Regions from separate parts of the Hordeum vulgare genome. Here region 2 is linked to region 1. A link is a contact called in public Hi-C data. All regions are on one chromosome and are shown on one strand. Each heading gives the region's core, a stretch centred on a gene start, on an enhancer-like site or on the middle of the called end of the contact. The rest is flanking DNA. Distances are from core to core; before and after follow the strand shown.

Region 1 (6,320 bases), core at 2,332-4,831:
GAAGTGGGAAACGCCATAGCGGAGAAGAACAAGGAGGAAGAACGACTTCCACTTGTGATAGTTGTGATCGTCGGGGTTGAGCTGAAATTTGATGTGGTTCTGGATGCTGTCATGGAAGATGGGGTGGCGTGGGTGGTGAGCAGCAGGGGGAGTAGAGGGAGCAACGGGGAGAGGTACGGTGGTGGAGAACAGGGGGCAAACGTAGATGGGGGAGAGGGTGTACCGAAGACAGAGGGGGAGGAGGCGGCGGTTGCAGCAGGGCTAGACGCCGCGGTGGTGTCGACGACCGTCGTCGAGGAAGAGGAGGTGTGGCCGGAGCCAGAGAGAGGGAGAGACTGAATTCCTTCACACCGTGTCTGATACCAAGAAAGAGACTGAATTCCTTCACACTGTGTTATCATGTACAAGAATGTTACATATATAGCAGAGAGAGAGGAAGAGTGGAGCCGGTCCAGATCCTACTTGCAAGGACGGCTAAGACTAAGTGCTAAGACTAAGTACATGTGAACGTTAACAGACGGTTTGGGGTCTGCGTTGGAGTTGCCTTTAGCTGCTGGTCGCATTGTACCCTCCACATATGCAATATTCCATCTATCCACTGCTCCTTCCTTAATTTGAAGACTCGATATCCTCATCTCCGATCATTCGATTTCTGAGACGTACGTAGTTTCCGGTTCGGAGTGGGTCATTATGCTCGCCGACGGCACGTCATGTCTCCTCAAACTTTTAGTTGTATCCATGCTTGTTTTTAGCTGTTAGGTGCATGGGTCATTGAAACAGAGGCAAGAAAGCTGGACAGTGATGCGTTACCAATCAAGCCGTGTCGTGTCCCATAGACACATACAGCAGCAGTACACACGACCAATTGGAGCCGGCATTGTGCTTTGCTTCATTCTAGTTTCCTTCGCCCGCATCACTAGAGTATCACATATGCTGTTTGTTACCATGGTCCCGCCAGCGTCTCGAACAACGCCCAACCACGACACATTTCAGAAATGCAAAGTCTGTAAATGTCGTTGCACGAAAGAAAAAGTACCGCAGATGATGGTTGATCTCCTTGGACAAACCTTTCTTCATCGAGCCTTCACCGACGTTGCCTGGAATGGAAGGAAGCAAAGGAGCACCTAGTTTAGACGCGTCGGTTTTCCTCTTCAGGCCTTGTTCGGTTGCATGACAAATGGACGGAATTAACAGGTATTGGCAGGGATTAAATCCCATCTAGGTCAATTTCTCCTCAAATCCCCACCAATCCATCTGGGGAGTGGCTTAACTGAACAAGGCCTCAAGTAGATCTCTTTTCCCTTCTGTTTAGGATGAAAGAGGATCTTTGCCTCCCCAGCTCCCCCCTAAAATGAACGATGGGACTTCCAATGCAATGAGTTGCTAATCATAGTATATCAGTATAACATCACGTCGAGTAGTGTTAACAGCCAAACAGAAGGATCAGCAAAAGTCGAAGTGCCGAAATGAAACGACTGGCCACCACACAGAAATGCAGCAAATTTCAAATGGTAATATCAGTACTAGTATAACTTTTTTGAAAAGGAGGATAACCCCCTAAAATGAAATGAATTACTTACGGAACTTCCAATGCAATGAGTGGCAAATCATATTAGTAGTACAACATCACTTCGAGTTGTGTTAACAGACAAACAAAAGGTTCATCAGAAGTCAAAGTGCCGGAATGAAATGACTGGTTACCACGCAGAAATGCAGCGAACTTCAAACTTTGCCTGAACTGTAACACTTGCACAATCAATTTCCTATGCACTTATCAAGTAATGACCTCCTTTTGCATGTATCCTGTATGGTATCCCGCGTGTCTCAACGACAAAATTTGAAGCTACTGTGAAAGAGGAACAAATACTACAGTATAATCTTACAGCCGTGCAGCACATACAAGACGATGATGAGCTATACCTGATATCTGTGTAAGGGCAGTGTGCTAAAATCTCAGAGGGGAGATCAGATAAACAGGGCGCCAAGAGAGCAATCTCAGAGGGTAATTGCGGCTCAGGACATTGTCGCGGGTAATTACAGATGTTCAGAGCTCGAATTCCTCTTCCCGGAGCACCATCTCCGCGGCCTCTTCCTCGTCGTCGTCGAGAGAGAAGTACTTGCTCCTCTCGGCCGGCCTGAATGTGTAGAACATGAACATGTAGAACGCCATTGAAGCCACTTCCTCGGCCAGGATGCTCACCCACCGGTACTTGTAACTGGCAATGGTCCTGAGCGCAAACACCACGATCCTGGTGAAGTACAAGTACCCAATCACCACGGTGTAGAACTGCCGGAACAGAGTGAGCTTGGACAGGTTCCGCGCCGCCTTGCCGTCGGTCTTGGACGTCTCCCGGAGCGACCGCATGGACCAGACGACCGGGAAGAGCACCGCGCAGCAGCAGGCGACGTCGACGAACAGCAAGATCTGGTTCCATGTCACCCAGCTCTGCATGAACGGCCCGGTCTCCCCAATGACCGCGTCGGCGATGTTGGCCATGACCTGCAGCGGGATCACCACCATGAGCACCTTCTTCTCCCGGTCCTGCAGGAATGGCCTGAGGAAGGACCACCCCGTGCCGACCAGCACGATGACCGCGAAGAGGATGACGCCCTTGATGAGCTGGAAGAGGTAGAAGGCCACGTCCCAGCCGTGCGGCGTCCCGGTGACGCGGATGTAGTGCTGGTCCTCGGCGGCCGAGAGGCAGTAGAGCAGGCGCGCGACGAGGAGCGCGGACATGAGGTGGTGGATTTGGTTGGCCGCCACGCGGTCGCGGGAGAGCGTGAGGTAGGCCCATCCGGCGAGGAACGCGGCGTAGCCGAAGGCGAAGAAGCCGTAGATGGCCGGGACGGGCGCCTGGCCGACGGGGAGGTAGTCCTTGGAGCCGTCCGGGTTGGCGTTGTACATCTCGGTGCGGACGTTCATGGAGACGAGCGACTCCGGCGCGCAGTTGGCGAAGTAGAGGCTGTACTCGTCGGGGTGGGTGACCGGGAAGGACTTGTTGTAGTGCCCGCCCTCCATGTCGTGGAAGGTGAAGAGCTTCTTGACGTAGGGGCTGGAGAGGACGCACCCGGAGAGGTCGGGCTCGTCGGCGCCGCTGGGGTCCTCCGGCTCCGCCGCGCGCTTCTCCGCCGGCGCCCGCGGCTCGGAGGCGGCCTGCAGGAGGGACTCGTCGGCGAGGAGGAAGAACCCGATCTGCTTGGGGTCCGCCCGCGCGAAGGAGGAGGAGACGGCGGCGCCGGAGAGGATGATGCGGACCGCGCCGGTCTTGGAGAAGCCGAACTTCTCGAACAGGATGGTGTGGCGCGGGTCCTCCCGGAAGGACTCCGCCCTGATCTCCGCCGCGGCGGGGGAGGCGAGGAGGAGGGACCCCGCGGCGGCGAGCAGCAGCAGCAGGAGGCGAGCTCCGGCGGTGGCCATGGCGAGATCTGTCGCCTGTGCGGGGCGGAGCGCGTGGGAGTGTGTCGGTGTGCGCGTGGGCGGTGGGTGGAGCACGGCCGTCTTATGTGGCGGAAGAGCGGGGCTCGGATGTGCCTCGCGATTGGTGACTGTTCGGTAGGAGGTTGACTTGTGCAGTCCTAGCAGACGGTGCGACGGGAAAGTTTCCACTCCCGTTTTTGTACACTTCGGGGTGTGAAAGGGCTGTCAGGAAAAAAAATACACTCATGGTCTCTATAGTTACACAAAAGTACAATACGGTTACTGAGCCTAGCAATACGTTCATTACGGTCATCGGATACGATTTAACGAAAAAATACGGTCACTGTAGCACATATACGGTGGGTACAACGCGGTTGAACACGTGTTGACCGGCTCGAGGCCAGGTGGCGAACCGCGGAGGCGTGGTCGTCGTTTTTTTTGCGTCGAGCCCCGTGACCATCATGGAATCCACCCATTCATCCCTGCTCCACTCACGTCGCCTCTTCGTGTTCGATTGGAAATAGGGGAGCGGCTCCATAAGCGACGCCGCCCCCAACGATCGTCGACGGTGCACGCAAGCTGAGGCGCGGATGTCCTCCGCGAATGCATAGGTGGCGCCGCCGCGCGTGTTCTTCTTGTGTGAGGCGTCGGCGATGGCCCGTGTTCGTGGTGCAGAAGGGGCGTCACCCCGTGTCTACAGTAAGTATCTGCCCCTGTTCTTCTCGTAAGGTTTGTGCGTTTTGGTCGTCAAAGAACCTCCTTTTAGGACCGCATTTTCATCTAAGATGTGTTGTAGTTGCAAGATTGGACCGGTTGTTCTAGGGTTTTTAGTCAGAATTTAGGGGTTAAGGGAATTGGGGCTTAGGCTTTTTTAGAGTTAAATAAAGAGATTGTGATGCATGTAGTGCTTTTGTTGTTGTCTGAGGTCGTCGAAGCAGCAATTTTCCGATGGAGATCAACCATGGTGGGTTTTTTCTTGGCCATGGCAAGAACCGTTCTTATGTGAATGGTCGTGCCATTTTGTATGATCAAGTGGAAAGGGTCACCTGGTCACCTATAATGATTGAAAATCTTGTGGAAGAAATAGGTTATGAGATGGCAGGGAGGCTTAAGGTTTTTTATTGTGTCCCTATCCTTACACTTAGCACAAATGGTCTCAGGGCAATAGCTGATGATGAACGGGCTGGCAAAATGCTCATGTTTGTTGATATTGGACACCACTTTTTCAGTCTTTATTTGGATCATGATGATAGCTTCAGAGCTAACCTTAGCGAGGATGATGTTGTGAATCATCCAAGAGCTAGTTTGCCTCAAGTTTTCAGCCCAACAAGGAGAGTGCATAGCAATGGAGAGAATGCAGAAGCAGAGCACGGAGAAGGTGAGGCAGAAGCAGAGCATGGAGAAGTTCACGCAGAAGGAGAGTTTGGAAGAGGAGAGGAAGCACATATTCCTATTCAAGTTGTCTATCCTGATTGTGATGCAGATGATGATGTCAACCCGTTTGAGTTTGTTAAGCGGGCATGAGTACATAGAGATGTGGGTAATGAAAGACATGAAGAACGGGCAGATGGTGTGCAAGAAGGTGATGCAGGTGGAAACATAAGAATGAGGAGGAGTGACAGGCAGAACCAGTTGAACTATGCACTCGAAGAAGAGGATGTAGCAAGTGATACAGAAGGTGAAGATTATGAGCCTGGTCTGCTTGTGGACAATGACAATGAGATAGGAGATGGTGATGATAATCTGTATGCAGATAATGTAGATGAAGATGAACCAGGGCAGAAATATGAAAAGAGATCAAATGAGAAAGCAAAGAAAAAAAGGGAAAGAGTAAGCAATTCCTAACAATCAAGAGAAAGGGAAAGAAGCATACCACTCTGATGAAGACATATCTAAGACTGATGATTTGTGGGCTCCTGATTCAGATGATGAAGAGCTTAGTTTGAAGTTCAAATCCTTTAGAGAAGAGGATCTTCATAGGCCAAAGTTTCATGTTGGGCAAGTATTTGATAGTGTAGAGTTGTTGAGGACTGTCATAAAAGAGTACTCATGTCAGAACAGAGTTCATACCAAGTTGCCTGTGAATGACATGAAGAGATTGAAAGCAAAGTGTGATGAAGGCTGCACATGGTATTTGTGGGCATCATATGATAATAGGACTATGGCTTTCATGGTGAAAAGATATGTGAGTGAGCACATATGCAACAAGAAGTGGAAGTTTAGGGCTTTCACAGCTAAATTCCTGGCACAAAAGTACCTTATGAATTTTTCTAGGGTTGATCAAGACATGAACCTTATGAATTTTATGAACCTTATGAAATTCACGGCTGATCAAGACATGAACCTTATGAATTTTTCTAGGGTTGTCCAGAAAGAATGTCACATGACACCAGGCAGGATGAAGTTGCAGAGAGCAAGAAGGATGGCAATGAAGATAGTATATGGTGATGAAGAAGGGTAGTATAAGCTTCTTTGGAATTATGCTAATGAAGTTAGGAGAAGCAACCTTGGCTCACCATTTTATATGTCACTTGATGAGAATGCAAGGTTCAGCAAGCTATACATGTGTGTGGATGCTTGCAAGAGAGATTCCTTCAGGGTTGTAGGCCGGTGATCTTTGTTGCGAGGTCAACTACTTGCGGTTGTTGTTGTAGATCCAAATATTTGTATCTTTCCAATAGCAAATGTTGTGGTTGAAGTGGAGGACACCACTAACTGGATGTGGTTCCTTGACACACTGAAAAGGGGTCTTGGCATCATCAACACTGAACCCTGGACTATCATGTCAGACAAGCAAAAGGGTCTCATAAGTGCAGTTGAACAACTATTCCCTGAGTCATAACACAGATTTTGTGTGAGGCACATGTGGCAGAACTTCCACGAGTCTTTCAAAGGGGATATT
Region 2 (6,261 bases), core at 2,090-4,589, 170 kb after region 1:
CAGGGAACAGTTCTCTAAGTAGATATTAGAACTTGCAATCCAGAATCTAAGACACTGGTATTTCTACAGTCAGTTACAATAATTTCCGCATTCTTAGGGCCTTTTTCCACACAGCGATAAAAGACCACATAGAGTGATAAAATGTATTGGACTTGCATATATGCAAATTACACTTGAGTAGACACGTTTATCTTTTCTTTCTTGTACTCCCTCCGTTTCAAAATAATTGTTGTGGTTTCTTACTTTGGAACGAAGGGAGTACACCTACGAATTACTCTCGTCTTTGAGAGCAACCAGAATAATAGTGTTCAACTTGCTTGTGGTGCTTTACCATTCAAGAGATTTTTTGTTTTGTTTTTTGGCTTCTGACCATCATTTGATGCTGCTGCGCAGGAAGACTACAACTCATGGAATTACTGGAAGGTGCCACTGCCAGACGTTGATTTGTAGTGTAGTTTTGACAAGTACAGCAGTTAGGTGCAAGTAGAGTCTGCGACAGCATGACAGGCAAGCTCGTGTACGCTAGTTCTCAATCGCCACAGCAGAATTCTGTCCAACCTGTATAGCACAGGGCGAGTTTCCAGATGCACTGTTTTGATCGCCGTTGTTGCAGAAGCTCGATTTCCTTTGCCCCGACGCAGCTCTATCACGATCATTCATCTTTTAGGTAGTGATCTGATGGTCATCGCCGTCGTCGGAACTTATTGCCGCCCGCCGAGCTTGTTAGTAATCTGTTATCAGCAGCTGCTAGCCTGCGTTGCTTTCCTTGTCCTCGTAGCTGTAGGCTGTGATGTAGTAGCTTATCTGTCAGTTTATTTAGATTACTTGCTGGTACACTGGAAGGCAACAGGGAAGAGAAATTGTCAATCACGCTGTATGTTGTTGTATATGGGATTATAAATACGACCGCATTTTTGGTGTAAACGTCGCATGTGCATGACAGCCGGGCCTGTGGACGGAGACGATGACAACTCAGATTATGGTATGCGTTTTTTTTCTTCCGTTTTGTGGTCGTGACCCTGCTGACAATTGCTAAATGGCGAAGAAGAAACTTTTAGCACCGCCGGTTTTCCTGGAAACTCTGATGGGGCGTGTGTGTGTGTGCGTGCGTGCCCGAGCAGGAGCAGAGCAGCTGGCCTCCAGAGCTCATCACGTACTGTACTTCTTGCGATTGTTTCAGCCGAACAATTGGGCAAGCAGGAAGGGTCCAGCCCTGCGGCAAGCCTTTCTTTCCCAGGCATTTGGTGACGGAAGGGCCCCAGAGTTGCCGGAGGCGGCGAGGGAACATCAAAGGGAAACCTTTTGGCAACCTCGAGCTCCGAGACCGCCTTCCTTTGCACTCCTTTCACGGGGGGGTGAGCCTAACGTTTTGGCAACACGCAAGGGCAGGCAAGTCCCATCTGTCCGACTCTTTGCCCTACTCTAAGCAACGCCGCACTGTCAGTCAGTGTCGCGTGGAGGGGAAATATGCACCATGGATCACACCACGAACACGAAACGTGCGGTTGTGGCCGAACCGAACCAACTACTACTGCTACTACTGTAGTAGTTAAAGCTGGGGTGGAAACCGCCCGTTCAGTGGGTCATGAGAGTGAGCTAAGCAAAGGCGCTTTGACCTTTAATCACCAGACCAGATGCTTTGCTTAATCCATCAGCAGGAATCTTCCACGTTCAAACCACCGCCGGCCGGCCGGCAAGTGGCGAGCGCCCCCCTTTCAGCCACCCTAAACCCCGGAGGTTCGGCCGTTGACCGCAGGCCTAGTCTCTCACGCAGTCACGCTCCCTAATCCAACTGCATGGATCACCACTGCGACTGGTAAGCGTCTTTGTACAGTCATGTTTTTTTTTTCCTCCTTTGCTCCTTGAGTCGGGACTCTTTGGGGCCGGGGAGACGATGTTAAGGTTAATGATATCTCGGTGCTATACTAGCTCGTGGTAGAGGGAAATGGAGTGTGGTAGCGGAGAATAAAGCTACGTAACGTCAATGCCTTTCCTTTTCCTTGCAAAGACAAGCTAGTACATAATAACAAATCCCTTGTTGCGGGAAAGATTTTGACAAATCATGTATGCATCTGTACTGTACTTTTGCTGTTATTATGGAGCACCAGAGCAGGAGCGGTGCTTTGCCAAAATTCACGGCTTGTAGTTGTCAGGTTGCTGTGCAGGATGTCACCTTGGCGTAAGCTGAACAAGGAAGCAAAGAAGGAGCTGCCGCGGCTGCCGCGGCTGGCAGTGGCAGCGACGGTGGCAGGTCGCGCACGCACGCTTCTTCAAGGATCGGCGGCACGACCCCCGAAGCATCGACCCCGTAGTTCCATACAGGCCACTGATCGGACGCAGCGACGCAGGCAGCGCATGCAAAGGCACAGCAGCGTCGCAGTCAGCCCATGCCTCTGCCTGTCTGTCTGTCTGAGACGATCCTTCTTTTGACTGTGCCTCTGATTCAGACGGCCACGACGCCCCCCAGCCAGCCACCGCTGCACGCCACGCCACCGGTGGATGGACGAGCCAGCAGGCCGGTTGACATGGAGATGGGATCGAGACGAGACGGCATAAACAAATGCACGCACGTACTACTACGTACCAGCTGCTACTGCTGCTACGTAGTAGGAGCACACACCGCAGCTAGGAAATCCAACGAGCGCTGCGGTGTACTGTATGGTGTGTCGATCCATGCTTTTGTTTTTTTGCATTGATCTGGGGGCGTGAGCTGGGCTAGCTCCTCGAATTCGAATTCGAAAGTTTTTGGCCGGAGCCGCCAAGGGCTTTGAGCGGATTTATACGAGCGAGTTTGATTCAGTTGCCCGAGGAGGAGAAGAGGGCAGAGCGGCCCGGTCGGTATCCGGGCCAGTGCAGATCCTGCTAATAAATCAGCCGTACTACTGTCCGTATAGTACTACTCACTCCACAGGTTGTGGTTGGAACTAGAGATGCACGCACGCACGCACGCACGCGAGCGCTCCTAATTGCCTTGCAATGACCAACCTCGCATTGTAGTTTGCACCAAGTACCCATGCCGTAATCATCATCAACTCTCAGAACACAAGAGCAGGGGCAGTATTTCTACTGTCAAATGGAATGGATGGATAGATAGGAGCAGTAGATGATTAGCTATCCACGCATGTAAAGAAGAGAAGCGTGGAGCGGGATATCGGGGGCGGAGGGAAGGCAAAGGCAAAAGAAGCGAGGAGCCCTAATCGAGTGATCAGACACCACACTAGTGGTGAAAGTGGTGGTGGTACTTGTTGGATCGCCAAAGCCGATTTCCCCTCGAGAGAAAAAGAAAAGAGGGGGGCAGCACGACACGAATAAAGCCCGAGATGGAGCAGTGCGTGCTTGTTCGCTCGTTCCCTCGAGCTAAGGCCTAGGCAGACACACCACGTACACAGGGTACAGGATGCAAACAAGACTCGGATCTTGCGGACGGACAGCAATGGTAGTTTAGTTGGCCCGGTAGCCCCCACCCCCCCTCCGGGACAAAGCTCGACGGGAGTATAAGAGCGCTCCCACCCATGGATGCCACTGCCATTTCTGCTCGTCCCAACGAGTGCCATCGAGAGTAGCTACTCAGCATGAGTATTGCGATGGCGAGCAGGCGAGGGGAGGAGGTCTACGGCGATGGGCTGGAGCAAGAGGAGGAGTACATCGACATGGACCTGAGCTCGGCGGCGGCGGGGGCGGCGGGGAGGGACTTCGAGTTCCACATGTCGGCGCCGCTCGACCGGTCGGGCCAGCCGCCGCTCGCGTCCCCGGCCGACGAGCTCTTCTACAAGGGCAAGCTGCTGCCGCTGCACCTGCCACCGCGCGTCCAGATGGTCGAGGAGCTCCTCCTCGACGGCGTCAGGGCCAGGGGGCCGCGCCTCGGCGGGCTCGCCGTCAGCACCGCCCCCGCGACGCCCTGCGAGCGCTCCCGCGGCGTGTCGCCGGCCAACTCGTGTTTCGTCAGCGGGGAGCTCAACGTGGAGGAGTTCTTCCGGGAGTACGCGGCCGGCATGGCTCTGGCCGACGACGACGCCGCGTCGGCGGCCAGCGGCGAGAAGAAGCCGTGGTCCAGGAAGCTCCGGTTCGTCAGGCAGCTCAACCTCGGCCGCCAGCTCAAGGCCTCCAAGGCCTACCTCAAGACCATGTTCGCCGGGAAGCAAGCGGGAACAGGGGGCGACGACAAGAACGTTTTAGGCGGAAAGGACCTCTCTGGCCATAGCCATGGCCATGGTCACCACCCCCGGGCGTGGAGGAAGAACCCGTTCGGCCATATGAGAAGCAACAGGTGCATCACCGAGCAGAGCAGCGGCGGCGGCGGACGTGCGGGGCACCGGAGGTCCTTCTCCAGCGTCGTCGTCCGGTACTCTGCATCGAACAAGACGTCCCCCGCGCCAGCAGCGCCTCCGTCGTCCTCGTCGTCCTCCTCCTCGTCCAAGTCCTCCACCTCGTCGTCGGTCCGGTGCTCGAGCGACTCAGACGGCGCCGTCGGGGCGGGTGCGCCGGCGCTGAGGAGGAGCAGCAGCGCGAGCTCGGAGGCGGAGAACCCCATCCAGGGGCTCATCGCCTACTGCAAGAAGTCCCAGCAGCTGGCCTCGGTGAGGAAGAGCGCCAGCGACGCCGGGTTCCGGTTCCTGTCGTCGTCGGCGGCGTCCAAGGTCGCCGCGGAGTCCGAGGGCCTGGACGAGCTCATCGAGATCTGCAGAGGATGATCGTCCACCGCCCGATCGGCTCCCTGATGAACCTTGAATGTACAATGATGTATGAAATGATGCATTCTGGAAAATTTTGTGGTACCGAAACTTGTGTTCTTCTTGACCACCCCGTACCTGTCACAGATCAACTGACTGTGCACTATGAGTAGGAGCAGTCGAGCAGATTTCTTTTCTGACCCTTAGATCGCCGTGCAGCACGGTAACCACATCTGATTAGTGCTAGCTGCAAGACAAGAAGCATATGCTGCAGTTTTAAAATTTAAAATAAGAGGATGAGACCTAAGAAGATCACAAAGTCAAGCACATAATCTCATCAAGAGATCATACTATCATACAGTACATATTTGCAGTCGGCACGTAACAATCGGTCCTTCCCCGGAAGTCTTATGAGCGTGAAAACGACCTCCATATTATTCGCCACTGCTTGCATTTGTTCAGAGATGATTAGAGACTGTAAATTCATCACGAAGATATGACAGCCCAAAGCAAAGATCACACGCTTTTCACAGAATCATTTGATGGTACGATCAAAGATACTAGCAAGCCATGAATATACCATCATCACGCAGCCTGACAGCAAGCATCATAGGCAGAGCCAAGTGAAACGTGCTTTTTCTCTGACAGTTTGATTTCATGGCCTTAGTTAAAGTGGATCCAGGCCACGGTGGATCATATACTTAGTATAGTAGATACTTTCAGTCATCTCATAGTACCACAGTATCACACCATGCATGCATGTGGGCGAAAGCAAAAAATAAAAATACACTACCAGAGCAGGGTATCTCGTTTCAAGGAGACGCCGAGCTCCAGTGGCCGACACGACACAAAACCTGCAGCCTACAAAGGGCTCGACTTAATCCCACTACAACAGTATATGTATTACTACCAGTTGCCAATACCAATATCGTGCTCGTGTTTAAAGCTAAGCAGCATCAACTAATCAAGGAGACAAGCATGGACGCCATTGGTTTAGTGGCAAAATGTAACTGAGAAACACAAGAGAGACAATGGAGGGAGGGAGGGAGGCACGCAGAGCTTTCTGTTTTCCATCAATGGCTGTCTCGTCCATGTCCGAGCCGCCATGGGTCGGATCTCCTGATAGGCATGCAGGGAAACATGGCGCTTAAACAAGGGCATGCTGATTGATCCGGGTCGACGCTTTGGAGGTGGATTAGTAGCACCTTTCCACATGCTTGTATATGAGGGCCACTTCGGTTCCATTGTTCCTCTTTGAGGCAACACGGGCAGTGTAGTTAATTGCTTAGCAAATTTGTTAAGTGTATTAACTATTGCTCAACGTTGAAGGATAATGAAATGAAATAAAAACTGAAGTTAGTGGCCAACTTTCTTTTGAATTTAACAACTGCTCAACATAGAAGGTTGATGAAGTAAATGAAAAACTAAGGTGATGGGCCAAAGTTCCTAACTACCTAAACCAGTTCAGCTGATGAACTCTGGGCTTCATACCATTGCTCGATGTTGACAGAATTAAAAAGAATAAGTATTGTCTTTGTTTCAAAATATAAGACGTTTTGGCAATTTAATCTAATCAAGCAGCTAGCTTGAT

The links. Hi-C and Micro-C count contacts between places; a contact is called where the count stands out from the background.
Region 2: a contact with region 1 is called in a Hi-C map of leaf, with 2.4 times the contacts expected there. The contact joins the promoter of LOC123414829 here to the promoter of LOC123445301 in region 1. A contact is called at or near these places in 1 of 6 Hi-C or Micro-C datasets (leaf) and 1 of 1 datasets of contacts at active chromatin or transcription factors (embryo).

The regions. Positions count from the first base shown.
Region 1 is chr1H:460,624,076-460,630,395 of MorexV3_pseudomolecules_assembly, forward strand. LOC123445301 (protein CANDIDATE G-PROTEIN COUPLED RECEPTOR 7-like) reads right to left here and starts at 3,582. Exons shown (of 1, transcript XM_045122265.1): 1 at 1,712-3,582. The coding sequence starts at 3,418. The coding sequence ends at 2,045.
Region 2 is chr1H:460,792,096-460,798,356 of MorexV3_pseudomolecules_assembly, forward strand. It overlaps LOC123414829 (probable membrane-associated kinase regulator 4), which reads left to right and starts at 3,340. Exons shown (of 1, transcript XM_045106683.1): 1 at 3,340-4,781. The coding sequence starts at 3,573. The coding sequence ends at 4,691. It overlaps LOC123445311 (phosphatidate phosphatase PAH1), which reads left to right. Exons shown (of 12, transcript XM_045122292.1): 12 at 394-924. The coding sequence ends at 450.